4 separate regions of the Mus musculus genome follow, and all the other regions are linked to region 1. Evidence: chromatin contacts called from public HiChIP or PLAC-seq and promoter capture Hi-C data. All regions are on one chromosome and are shown on one strand. Each heading gives the region's core, a stretch centred on a gene start, on an enhancer-like site or on the middle of the called end of the contact. The rest is flanking DNA. Distances are from core to core; before and after follow the strand shown.

The links. Promoter capture Hi-C pulls out the DNA fragments that hold promoters and counts their contacts. HiChIP or PLAC-seq counts read pairs in DNA pulled down with a chosen protein or histone mark.
Region 2: an H3K4me3 HiChIP or PLAC-seq map of embryonic stem cells shows a contact between it and region 1, with 5 times the contacts expected there. The contact joins the promoter of Msl2 here to the promoter of Il20rb in region 1. A contact is called at or near these places in 13 of 39 promoter capture datasets (the 3T3-L1 cell line, the C10 cell line, the HPC-7 cell line and 8 more), 18 of 115 datasets of contacts at active chromatin or transcription factors (the 230-238 cell line, bone marrow-derived macrophages, embryonic forebrain and 11 more) and 2 of 9 other capture datasets (adipose tissue and liver).
Region 3: a contact with region 1 is called in a promoter capture Hi-C map of embryonic stem cells, with 4 times the contacts expected there. The contact joins the promoter of Pccb here to the promoter of Il20rb in region 1. A contact is called at or near these places in 13 of 39 promoter capture datasets (3T3-L1-derived adipocytes, the C10 cell line, the HPC-7 cell line and 6 more), 1 of 484 Hi-C or Micro-C datasets (bone marrow-derived macrophages), 10 of 115 datasets of contacts at active chromatin or transcription factors (acute myeloid leukemia, bone marrow-derived macrophages, embryonic stem cells and 3 more) and 2 of 9 other capture datasets (adipose tissue and pancreatic islet).
Region 4: a contact with region 1 is called in a promoter capture Hi-C map of the C10 cell line. The contact joins the enhancer-like site here to the promoter of Il20rb in region 1. A contact is called at or near these places in 11 of 39 promoter capture datasets (the C10 cell line, cranial neural crest, embryonic stem cells and 6 more), 1 of 484 Hi-C or Micro-C datasets (bone marrow-derived macrophages), 1 of 115 datasets of contacts at active chromatin or transcription factors (large pre-B cells) and 2 of 9 other capture datasets (adipose tissue and embryonic stem cells).

What each region holds. Positions count from the first base shown.
Region 1 is chr9:100,485,134-100,487,905 of GRCm38.p6, forward strand. Il20rb (interleukin 20 receptor beta) reads right to left here and starts at 1,340. Exons shown (of 7, transcript NM_001033543.3): 1 at 1,123-1,340. The coding sequence starts at 1,195.
Region 2 is chr9:101,073,344-101,076,115 of GRCm38.p6, forward strand. It overlaps Msl2 (MSL complex subunit 2), which reads left to right and starts at 1,419. Exons shown (of 2, transcript NM_001100451.2): 1 at 1,419-2,077. The coding sequence starts at 1,936.
Region 3 is chr9:101,033,478-101,036,249 of GRCm38.p6, forward strand. Pccb (propionyl Coenzyme A carboxylase, beta polypeptide) reads right to left here and starts at 1,407. Exons shown (of 15, transcript NM_025835.3): 1 at 1,192-1,407. The coding sequence starts at 1,380.
Region 4 is chr9:101,005,287-101,008,058 of GRCm38.p6, forward strand. All of the region lies in intron 6 of Pccb (propionyl Coenzyme A carboxylase, beta polypeptide), which reads right to left. Among named protein-coding and RNA genes, the nearest start is that of Pccb, 28 kb to the right of the region's middle. Within about 2 kb of position 1,440, at least 13 of the 459 cell types and tissues checked have an H3K27ac peak or open chromatin away from gene starts, as enhancers often do.

The sequences.
Region 1 (2,772 bases), core at 90-2,589:
AGTGGCTAAACTAGGAAGTCACAAACATGTACAGACACAGACACTGATACGTGGTGGGGTGGGTGTAGCAGGAGGACACATGGGTTGGCAGACTGGCTTATTTGCCATGACAAGTTTGTGGAGGTCAGAGGACAACTTGAGGAAGCTGGCCCTCTCCTTCCACCGTTTGAGTTCTGAGGATTGAACTCAGTTGTCAGGCTTGGCAACAAAGTACAGTTACCAACCGAACCATTTCAACAGCCCCCGTGGGAAAATTATAACAACGAAGGCCAAGGCAAGCAAGCAGTAATAGAATGCATATACTGTGGAGACAGCAAGTGGCCTGCAATCTATATTAGTTTTCTGAAAGGAGTGAGACATAAGCTCAAATAAATGCAGGACGAGCCCCGCATATATAGACAAGTGGGCAGCATTTGCTGAACCTTCGGAATGCTGAAGGTTTGGGGCCTGGAAATGCCATCCATTTCTATGTCAGCTAAACTTGGAAACGTTTCTTTAGTACACAAGGCTCCCACCAACACCACAAAGTGACCAGTATATTGGAGAAATTTCTCTTAAATGCAGTGTCACTTAAAGAAACACTAACAGGTAAGGGAGGAGCTGCACTTTGGGGACAATAAAGAAGGTAATTACAAGAAACCAGGAGTGGAACAGAAAATTATGCAATCTTACTGGGAGAGAAAATGCCCCAAACCAAATCTATTTTTAAATGGTATGAAGTACCTTTTTCTATAATGACCAAAGAAAAATCTAATTTTTATAAATCTCATGCCCAATATGAAGCTTATAAATGTCTTTTTGTATTTGTCAGAATTTTTAATCATTTTAAGTGCCACATGGAAAATAACTGCAATAACTATACCTTAACCTTTCAAATACCAGATGAAATTGCAAAATGCATAGAACTCTGCAGACTATATTAATGGCATCTTTCTAGATTGTTCTGTGGATATTAGGAGGAAATTTTCCAAATAGAATGCAGGCATTTGAGATGCGAAAATGGAGATTAAAAGGTTTTTTAAAAATTGACATTTTAATTCAACCCCAAACCCAGGAAAGTATTTGTCACCTTAACCTATATTCAAGGCCCAAACTATCAGTTGTATTTAAATTCATTCTTACCCGTGAGAAAACCTGAGGTCATGCTGTAGAAAAACCACATGAACGGACTTGTCCAGACTCCCTGGGAAATCATTGTGCTGGTCTGTTTGGTGTGAGGGTCTCTAGCAAACTCAGCTTGCCCGGAGACACTGTTTTCTTCCAGAAGGAGGCTGTGTGTCCATCCTAGCCATCTCCCTTCAGGAAGCAGATGCTGGTGCTGAGGTCAGAGTTGCAATGAAGCTTGAACAGTTCTGAAAGGGGAGCTGGCCCAAATGCTCAAAATGGGCGGGCTTTGCAGCACCCTCCTTTTTGCCCAAACCCAGATATTGCATCAAGGGGAGTGGCCTGTAAGAGTTCCAGATAACTGGGGAACTTGAGACATCTGCCTGAGGGAGACATCTGGGCATCCAGGCTGTTGTGAAGGCCCTGGGTCTTACCAGTGAGCAGCCAGGATTATTTTCCCTACTCATCAAGTAGCTTCCACTGCCAAGCCGCTCTCTGCCTGTTCATTCAAGCTGGGCGCTAATTGGCTGTTTGCGTATACACACTTCTGGAGAAGCGGGGAAGGTAAATGATGACCATTACTACTGTGTTCTACAGTGCTAGGGGCTGAATACAGGATTTTGTGCAAGCTACGCAAGCACTGCCACTGAGCTACATCTCAGCCCTGTTGCGTCCATTAGAAATACCATTTTCAAAGTCAAACATAAGCCGGGCAGTGGTGGCACACGCCTTTAATCCCAGCAGTTGTGAGGCAGAGGCAAAGTGAGTTCCAGGACAGCTAGGGCTACACAGAGAAAGCCTGCCTCGAAAAACCAAAAATAAAAAAGTCAAAACATAAAGAATAATAGTTTTATATTTACAAATCTGCAAAAAGAAAATCTAGGGCATAATAAACTTGACATCTTGACTAGAAGAAACCGCAAATGGACATTAAAAATGTGAACAAGATTCTTTACCAAATATTTTTTTAAAATATTGAATCCTGAGCCAGGCAGTGGTGGTACACGCCTTTAATCCCAGCAGTTGGGAAGCAGAGGCAGGCGGATTTCTGAGTTCAAGGCCAGCCTGGTTTACAGAATGAGTTCCAGGACAGCCAGGGCTACACAGAGAAACCCTGTCTCAAAAAAACAAAACAAAAAGCAAAAAAGTATTGAATCCTAAGAATGTACTACGGAAAATTAAAAGTAATTTTAAAACTTTGAAGGGAAATCCTGCAATAGAAATTGGCCCCTTAAATTTCAATTCCTTGAGGACTTTAGAAACCCCAATGTGCAAATTATAACAGTAAAACGAACACCAGTTTGAGAATAAACATTGATTCTTTTTTTTAATAGAATGTTTTTTGGTTCCAGTTTTGTAACTTACTTGCAAGATAATTTTGGGACAGCCACTGATTCATTCAACAAACATTCACTAGGAGTTTACTATGTGCAAAAATCTGAGAATTCACAGTTCTTATCCTTTCCCAACTGATAAAGATAACCATGGCATAAATAACCATGGGGTAATATTGAATACAGTGAAGGGATCACTGGGGATACTGGAGTAGAAATACTCAGTGTACTCTATGGGACTGTAGAAGGTTTCCTGAGAAGATTGGCACAGGGTACGGAACTAAGGAGAAAATGTTTTCTGAGGGACTTCCAGTTTCTCCTGAGAGCAGTTAAT
Region 2 (2,772 bases), core at 169-2,668, 590 kb after region 1:
CAACGAAGGACTCAGACACTTTCGGACTCTACAGAACCAGAGCATACATCGCGGGCTGTGTCCACGCACAAGGGCAGGCTCGCTGGGGACCTAGAGGAGTGGCTTTCAAACTTGTGGGCCAGCGCCTAGTCCACGGCCCGCCACGCGCTAGGTTCCGGGAGGAGGCCGGCGAGGCCGGGGCTGGGCTGCCATCCTCCCACTGGGGTCAACTCCGGTCCCCGAACACCCTCCCCCCACCTCCGCCCCACGGCGCGACGCGGGCAGCCCACGCGAGGGGAGACCGTGCCCGCTACCCCAATTCACCACAACCCACACGCCTGGGAGACCGGATTGGAGAGCACGTGGGGGAGGGGCGGAGAGCGCGTCCGGCTCGAAACCGAGCATGCTCCGTGCACGGAACCGTAAGTGGCGAGCCAGACATGCGCAGTGAGCTCGGGGTGTGCTGGCGGCGGGGCAGGGCGGGGCTGGCGTGAGCGGGCTAATGTGTTTATCCGGTTTTCTGGGTGGGCGGTCAAAGCGCACGCGTAAGGGCGAAAGGCGGTAGGGTCGGGGTGGGTGTGTTGGGGGGGTTTGTGCATGCGCAGTGAAGCCGGCAGCGCGGGGAGGGTGTGGAGGGGGCTTTTAGAGGAGAAGCAGGGGAAAAGGGAAGCGGAGGGAGAGGAAGGGCGGGGGGTGGGGGTGGGGAGGGGGGGTGAGAGCGCGCTGTGCGCATGCGTACAAGGGCTAGCGACGACGGCGGCGGGGGAGGCTCGGGGATGACAGTGTCTTTGCCCGTTGGGGTAACGGTCGTCGTTACCGGCCGGGCCTGAGGCGCCGCACCATCTACTGCGGCCGGAGTAGCCCCGGCCCAACGGAGCTAGAGCGGCGCGAGAAGAAGCGTGAGGGCGGCCAGGCGCGAGGGAGGGGCCTGCAGCGGGCCTGGTCGTGCGCGCTGGGTGGCGGCGGCGGCGGCCTGGCGGGGTGAGCTCGCTTAAACCGCGGCTGGGCAGGCAGGCGGCGGCGGCGGCGGCGGCGGCGGCGGCGCAGCACCGTGGCAGTCGCGCTTGGAGGAGTCGTCCGTGCCGTGCCGAAAAGATGGCCGGGCTGTGAGGGGGCGGCGCTTGCGCTGGTGACCCCAAGTGTGCGGCTGAGAAGCGGAGGGGCGCCGCCGTCGCCGCCTGCCTGCCTGCCTGCCTGCCTGCCTGCCGGGCCTGCTCCCCGCCCCCTCCCGCCGCCGGGCCCCGCGCGCACTTCCTCCCGGGCCTCCCTTTCGGGCGGGGGCCTCCCTCCCGCCCGCCTGCCGCGCCAGGCGCAGCGTGGGCCCCGCGTCCGGCATGGCGAGAACGGCAGCGGCGCGCTCCCGCCGCAGTAGCAGCAGCAGCAGTAGCAGCCACAGCAGCAACAGCAACCTCCGCCGCCGCGGCTGCTGGCACTAGACCCGGGAATCCGACGCCTGCGCCGTAGTCCCCACCGTCCCGCTGCCTCCGCGACGTCGCTGCGATGGAGTAAGGGCCCCGCCGTCGGAAGAGAAACGTGTGGACCGCTTGGACCCCACCGGGCCCGCTCCCGTGCGCGCCAGCTCCACCCGGAGGTGCCTCCGCGGCCGGACATGCTGCTCGAGCGCAGGCCGCCCGCCGAGCCGCGGGGCTAGAGCGAACCCGGAGCCCGTCCGGAGCACCCAGCCGCGGCCGTGTCGGACGAACTCGATCGCTGATTTCGCTTGTCTCTCTTTGGTCTGCAAGTCTCAGGGACAGAGGAGGGGCGCCGAGGCCCCCATGTGTGGGAGGATTGCTTCAGCTTCACAAACTTGCACGGATTTTGGTTGCTGCTTTGGCCAGGGGTTCTGCTCAGATTTCTTCCGAATTGTTTTAAATTCGCCATTGTTCCCTGGCTGCTTACAAACTTGGATCCGGAATTTCTTTTCAACCGGGAGCCATTGGTGTCGAAGTGTCTGCAATGAACCCGGTGAATGCTACTGCTCTCTACATTTCCGCGAGCCGCCTAGTGCTCAACTACGACCCCGGAGACCCCAAGGCGTTTACAGAGATTAACAGGCTCTTGCCTTACTTCCGACAGTCCCTCTCGTGCTGTGTTTGCGGTGAGACGCTTCTTTATTGTTCCCCTTTCCCTGCTTGTTTTCTAAAGTTCCTTTGGCAGTAGTAACGTGAACGGTTGGCCGGCCGGTAGTTCGTCTTAAGGGGTGGTACTGTGCAGTAGTACACGGTCGTTAGTTTTGAAAGTCGCCCAGGGACTTTTGCCCGGCGTTTCAGAAAGGCCGAGAGCCTTTTTCAGCCACCTTTGTACGGAGGCTTTAACGTTCAAAATGGTTTTATTTCGCTTTGACACATCTTTCTGGTGTTTTATTTTTTTAAAATACATTTTAAAAAATTCTTCGACGGCTTCACACGTATAGCGGTGATGTCTTAAATGGGGTTGAAATGCCAGCGGCATGCTGCCTTCTTTTTAAAACCTCTGCTGCGGGAACTGATTGAATACCATTGTCATTAAATGTGGTCAAACATTGTTAAGAAATATGCACTGCACTCGTGTTTTGCAGAGGGTGGATGGTATAATCTTGATGCACCTCCAGCCAGAGACCTCAGTGCCCCAGGTTCTACAACAGATGGTTTGAAGGTTAGCACTGACCTAATGAAGCTGATGGTACTTTTTAGTTGGTGAGATCTTTTTACAGACTAGATTTTCTGTAGTTTTAATGTCAGGTGGCCTGGCAGAGTCGCATTGTTTATTTACTTGCTTATTTAAGACAGGTTCCTACTATGTAGCTTAGGCGGA
Region 3 (2,772 bases), core at 157-2,656, 550 kb after region 1:
AACCTGCTCTGAAGGCCTTAATGTAAGAGCATCAGGATCTTGCCTGGGGTGCAATAGGCAACTGAGCAAGGGTGTCCCAAGAGAAAGGTTACCAGAGCAGTGACAGGCTTTCCCAGGGAACTTAATAGCCCTTCAGAGGGACCCCAAGGGAGAGAGGGCTTATGGCTCACCATAAACCTTACAACCACATTTACATCCCTAAGTGTCAAGAGGAATAAATAGTTTTCCTTGAGCATTTTTCTTTTTTCAAACCTAACTCAGGACATCTGAATCAACATTTGACCCAGATTTTCACACACTTGGGTAAGACTTGCATGCCCTTCACAGGAGCCCTTCCCTTAGGGAACCTTCATGTTAACTTATCCAGCTCTTCTGCCTGGACTCACTCAGTTGTCAAGGACACACTGGGCAAGTCTGGCTTCAAGTCTAGGGTCACCTCTTCCAGCTTCTGTTGTTTTTTGTTTTTCTGCTGCTAAATGACCTCCCCAGAAGAAGCTCAAATGTGATTCCCGCCTCAGCTGCTCTCAGCAGAGTAGCCTGAGAGTTTATAGAAAGTCCACCTGCTTCCTATGCAGCAGATCGATACATGAACCTCTCAAGAGGCCAACCAGACTTCCTCGGTCACAGGCGTCACAAATCCCCAGCACGCAGGGAGACAACACACCAGGTTAATGTGAACATAACCAAGTTTTTTCTAATACTTCGTGCCTGGGTTTTACTGCTTCCTTCCCCGAGAAGAGGGAAGGGAAAAAAAAAAAAAAAAAAAAAACTGTCATAAACACTTTCAGGCAGCGGGAGAACAATCCCGTCTTTTAAATTCAGAGCCTGTGGCCGATTAACGTGGCAATCTTATTCAAACAAGACCTGGAAGACATTATTCTGTTTACGGTGCTTTCTAAAGACCACCTTTCCCAAAAGTTCAAAGCTGCTAAGTGGAGCGCAGCTGGAGACCGGTCACATCCATCCATCCATCCGACGACCAATGCCCACCACCACCGCCTGGGGACCTCCCTAAGTGGTGCAGATGTCTACTGACACCCGAGGGGGCTCTAGGTTCTCCAGGTGGACGTTCTCGCCGCGCCCCTCCCAGGCGCAGCGCCTATTGGCTGGGAGGCTCGTGCGCCGCGAGCCCGGCGCGCTGTGATAGGGCGGGAGCGGAGGGGGCGGGACGCACTGGCGCCCGTGACTCACTCGCTTGTGCTGCGCGTCGATGCGGCGCTGGCCTCCTCCCAGCAACGCTGCATGGCGCTTGTTGTCGATGCGCTCTTTAACTGAAACCGGCTGGCTGCAAAGGCCGCGGGTCGTGATGCCGAGGCCGCAATTCAGAACGCTGAGCCTCGCTCCAGCCGCCACCGCCCGAATCCTAATCGCCGCCGCCATTTTTTTTTTTTTTTTTTTTTGACTGCCAGCGTGACACACACTGCACCTCAGGACGCATGCGCAGAGAGCGTAGACATTGCGAGTCTGCGCCTGCGCGTCGTCGCTGGCCCTAAAGCTGGTAGCAGTCACAGGCTTGCATTCAGGCTCAAGGCGGTCCTGTTCTAGGAAATACCTGCCTCTCAGCTCTGTGCCCGTGTAGCCACACAGAACAAGGACTTCATTCCTCGTTCTGCGTTAGCCATCTAAACTCCAGGCTTCGTCGACCCTCTTCCCCCCAAAAATGAATAGATAATGAGCTCTGACCAACTTTTACCAAATGCTGTGCCAGGTTTTGCTCTTAAAACTTAGCCTTGAAATAATTTATATCCAGATTTCAGAGATGGGATACACAGGAACAGAAGTAGGTTTGTATGGCGTCAAGACTGAAATGTTTTGTGAGCTACGTATTGAGCTCCAGAGAGGGTCTCTTAAAGGGGAGAGGAGCTGGGAAGCTACTTGGCTCAGTGCTAAGTTAAAGCCTTTGCCAGCCTGAGTATGAGGACCAAAATTGGGGTCCCCAAACTCAGTACTCAGCCAGAGTAATGAGTGTCTGTACAGAGAGGTTGCCTAGGTGAGATAGCTGACAGAAATAAAAGAATCCCAGGAAGCTCACGGAACAGCCACCCTAGCATGTACAGAAGCAAATGAGACCCAATTCTCACACAAATAAGGGGACCATTGACACCCCATGTTGTCCTGTGACTTCCACATGTGCACGCCCAAACTCTGATACACACAAATTATTTGATGTTTTTTAAGTTTGTGACGAGACACAGAATGGTGAAGTAAACTTTTAGAGACCATTGTGCTAGGTCTAGGCTCCATAGGGTTTTACAGTAGGGGAGAGAGGTTGGCCTCAACCCCGAATACACCAAAGACAAGATGTATCGGGGAGGGAGCTCAATGGATAGAAAATTAATAGGGAACACAGGGCAAGGAGCAATCTGACAAACAACGTTTGCTTGGTTGAAGGCAAGCCAGGGTGCTCAGACATCATTTGGGGGACAGTGGAAGAAGAACCTTATCAAATATGGAGGGCGATCCCTCATCAAGGGTGGAAGATTCTGGCATAACTGACTTAGCAGGATTCTTGGCAAAGCTACCCTCTAGAAGAGAGGACCTGGGAGCCAAGGTCAGTTCTATTCAAGAGATGCTCAGTAGAGCCTGACCGAAGTTTGGTCAAGAAGAGAATCTTGTCAACACAGCGGCTTTGGCATTAGCTGGGAGGAAATAGGAAAAGTAAACTAGGAGCAGACTGCTCGGGCTCAGACCTACTAATCAGAGGGGATGCAAGGCGGCGGCGGGGGCGGGGGGCGGGGGCGGGGGGGGGGGGGGGAGGCTGCTGACCTCTTA
Region 4 (2,772 bases), core at 190-2,689, 520 kb after region 1:
GCTGATAGTGCCCTTCTCATGCCACCCCAGAGGTCAGGGAGAAGCTATTGGGCAGCTCGTTTCTAAGTCTTAAACTGCTCAGGGCAGCCCCAGTGGCACCAGGGCAGTGTGCAGCTTCCACGCTAGATACACAGAGTGGGGACCCCCTTAACCAGGGGCTGTGAAAACTTCCCCGATTCGGACACTACAGTACATGAGGTGGGGTTCCTCCACATTAGCACTGGCCCCTCAGCAGCCACTCATAATGAACACCGAAGCTGCCCTGGTAGCGCTTGGACTCAGGGCACACATTTGCAGAATACCCCTAAAGTCCCCCCCTCCATGGTCGCTATAGTGTAGTGTTCTGAAGCAAGGGTTTTCAAGCTACAAGGGCTAAGAAAGTGGCAGAATGTGGTAGCAGGAAAGGTGTCTCTCTGAGATGGCACCCATCAGGAAACACAACAGCTCTAGAAGGGAAAGTTACTGTACAGGCTATGAAGAGCTGAGGGGAGGAGGTGGCTGAGAAAGACACCCGAGGAGCTACCTGGATATTTCAAAGAATGTGGGATGATAAAGGGAATGAGAATTTGCCTCCAGATATGCCAAAGAACAGCAGTGTTTCAACAATGCTTTGCAGTCTGATTAGAAGCAACTGCTAAATCTTAAAGCGCAGAAGAGAAGGGGAAAGAGGAAATACAAGCTGAGATGGCCCAGCACCTGGAAATGGCACAGCGCCTGAAACACACCTCTAGTCCTGCAGCCTCGCATTCCTGCCAAACTGAATAAACCAGACAGAACCAGTTGGGAGAGGCCAAAGCAAACAGTACAAGTCTGGCCCAGGAGGACCAAGTGCTTCAAAAAGACCCCACACTGAGCTGGCCCCTAGGCACTAAATCAAGACTATATCTGAAGACATCCTACAATACCAGGCAATAAAAACAGGCTTGGCAGCTCTGCCAGCCGGTGGGGGAAGACTGTTAGATCACAGGTTCCTGTCAGAAAAAAATATCCATCATGGAAAATTATTCTGAAGTTTTATACCACCACAATATCTAGAATAATTCCCACAGAGGAATACTTGATCGACAGGATCTTCCCTCTGGGCTAAAATTCACATTCTGATAGATGGCTCATCTGGCCTCTGTCATCACAAATGCCAAAAGCAAAGTACCCTAGACATCTGTTTTATACATTTCAAAATATTTGAAAAACTCTGTAAACAGTCTGGTGCCATCCATTTCTCGGGCTGCAACTGACATTCTAAGATAATAAAATGACCTATAGGTCTAGCAGAAATGAAGACAATCTAAACAGGTCCATGAATCCCTCAATATATTGGTTTATAGAAACAATGGGCCATAAAGAAATGAGAATTTCCCCAGGAGTCTCATCTGGAAAGGACCGGCCACCAGCTAGAGGGGATTCCTTGGCAACTGTCAGGCTAAGGCTAAAGGAGGAGGAGTCTGTGGTAGGTGGGACCACACCTTGACCAGACCTGCTTACATTCCTCAGTTTAAACTTCAGTCTCCCTTCAGGACCGAAGACTGACATCGGGGTTCCCTGGATCTCCTTGTCCCCTTTCCAAACGTGGACAGTGAGCACCTTCTGCTTTCCACTAATTTGAATCTTTAATTTCTACCGAGGATGGCAGGACCCGCCTGGGGTAACAGGTTGTGACCTGCACTTTGTCAACATTCTTGGTAAGGACGTCAGTTACAGCATTTTTCATAAACATACAAATTTTGCGAAAGTGCCTTGCAGGATTAATGCTCTCCCCGTCTTTTATCAGACCTAGGAGCCCTGTTCTAAGCTACTGGAGATTTTATTATTTAAGGAAGCTGTACATTTTGCACTGAGGGAGCTTGAGGCTGCAGGAGACTCTGGCCCCTGGGGTCTGGGAACTGATCCCAGTCTAGTGATGTTTCCACAGGGGAACCCACAGTCAGCTTTATGTTTCCCATAACGCTGAAATAAACTTCAGCATACTTTCCTGGGATTCTTAGATTTCTATGTAAAATGGATTTATTTACATTGGATCAACCTCAGGAATCAGTGCTGGCTTTAACTTGTAAAATATGTGTTTTCTTTTTGTTGTTTGTCTTTTTTTAAAGTTTTTTTAAAAATTACATTTATGTATTTTATGTCCAGTTCCAGGGGGTCTGACACCTTCTTTTAGCATCAGTGGGCACTGAACCCACACGGTACACACAGACATGCAGGCAAAACACTCTTACACAATAAAATAAATATAAATCTTAAAACATGCTAAAAATATAGTAGTCAAGACAGCGATTGCATTGCCCCAAAACCAAGCACCAATCAAACCAAGAACCAACCCTGGAGCCCAAGGACAAGCTGACGAAGTCCGAGGACCTTTGAAGGGAGCAGAGCTCTCGTGCAGAGTGTTTGTCTAGATTAAGGCGAGGAGTTGTGAAGAATGCTTGCCTGGGCTAGACCCCAGGTTCAATCCCTGGGAATGCATGGTGAAGTTCCTACTTTGGAAGACAGTCTGGCAGCTTCTTCTAAAACTAAAGCCCTATTCAACACTGGTTTCTGCAGTGCACCCTGGGGCATTTACCCAAGACATCCGATGACGCCATCCCCAATCCATACAAGACCCTGCTGTTTATAGCCGTATAAGCTTTATTTTTTCTTGCTGAAGCTTGGAAGGAACCAAGATGTTCCTTCAGCAGGTAAAGAGAAAAACTAATCCCTAAAAGATATAGATAATGAAATAGTATTTGGTACTAAGACACAAACTACCATGCCAGGAAAGTGAGGAAACTTAAATGT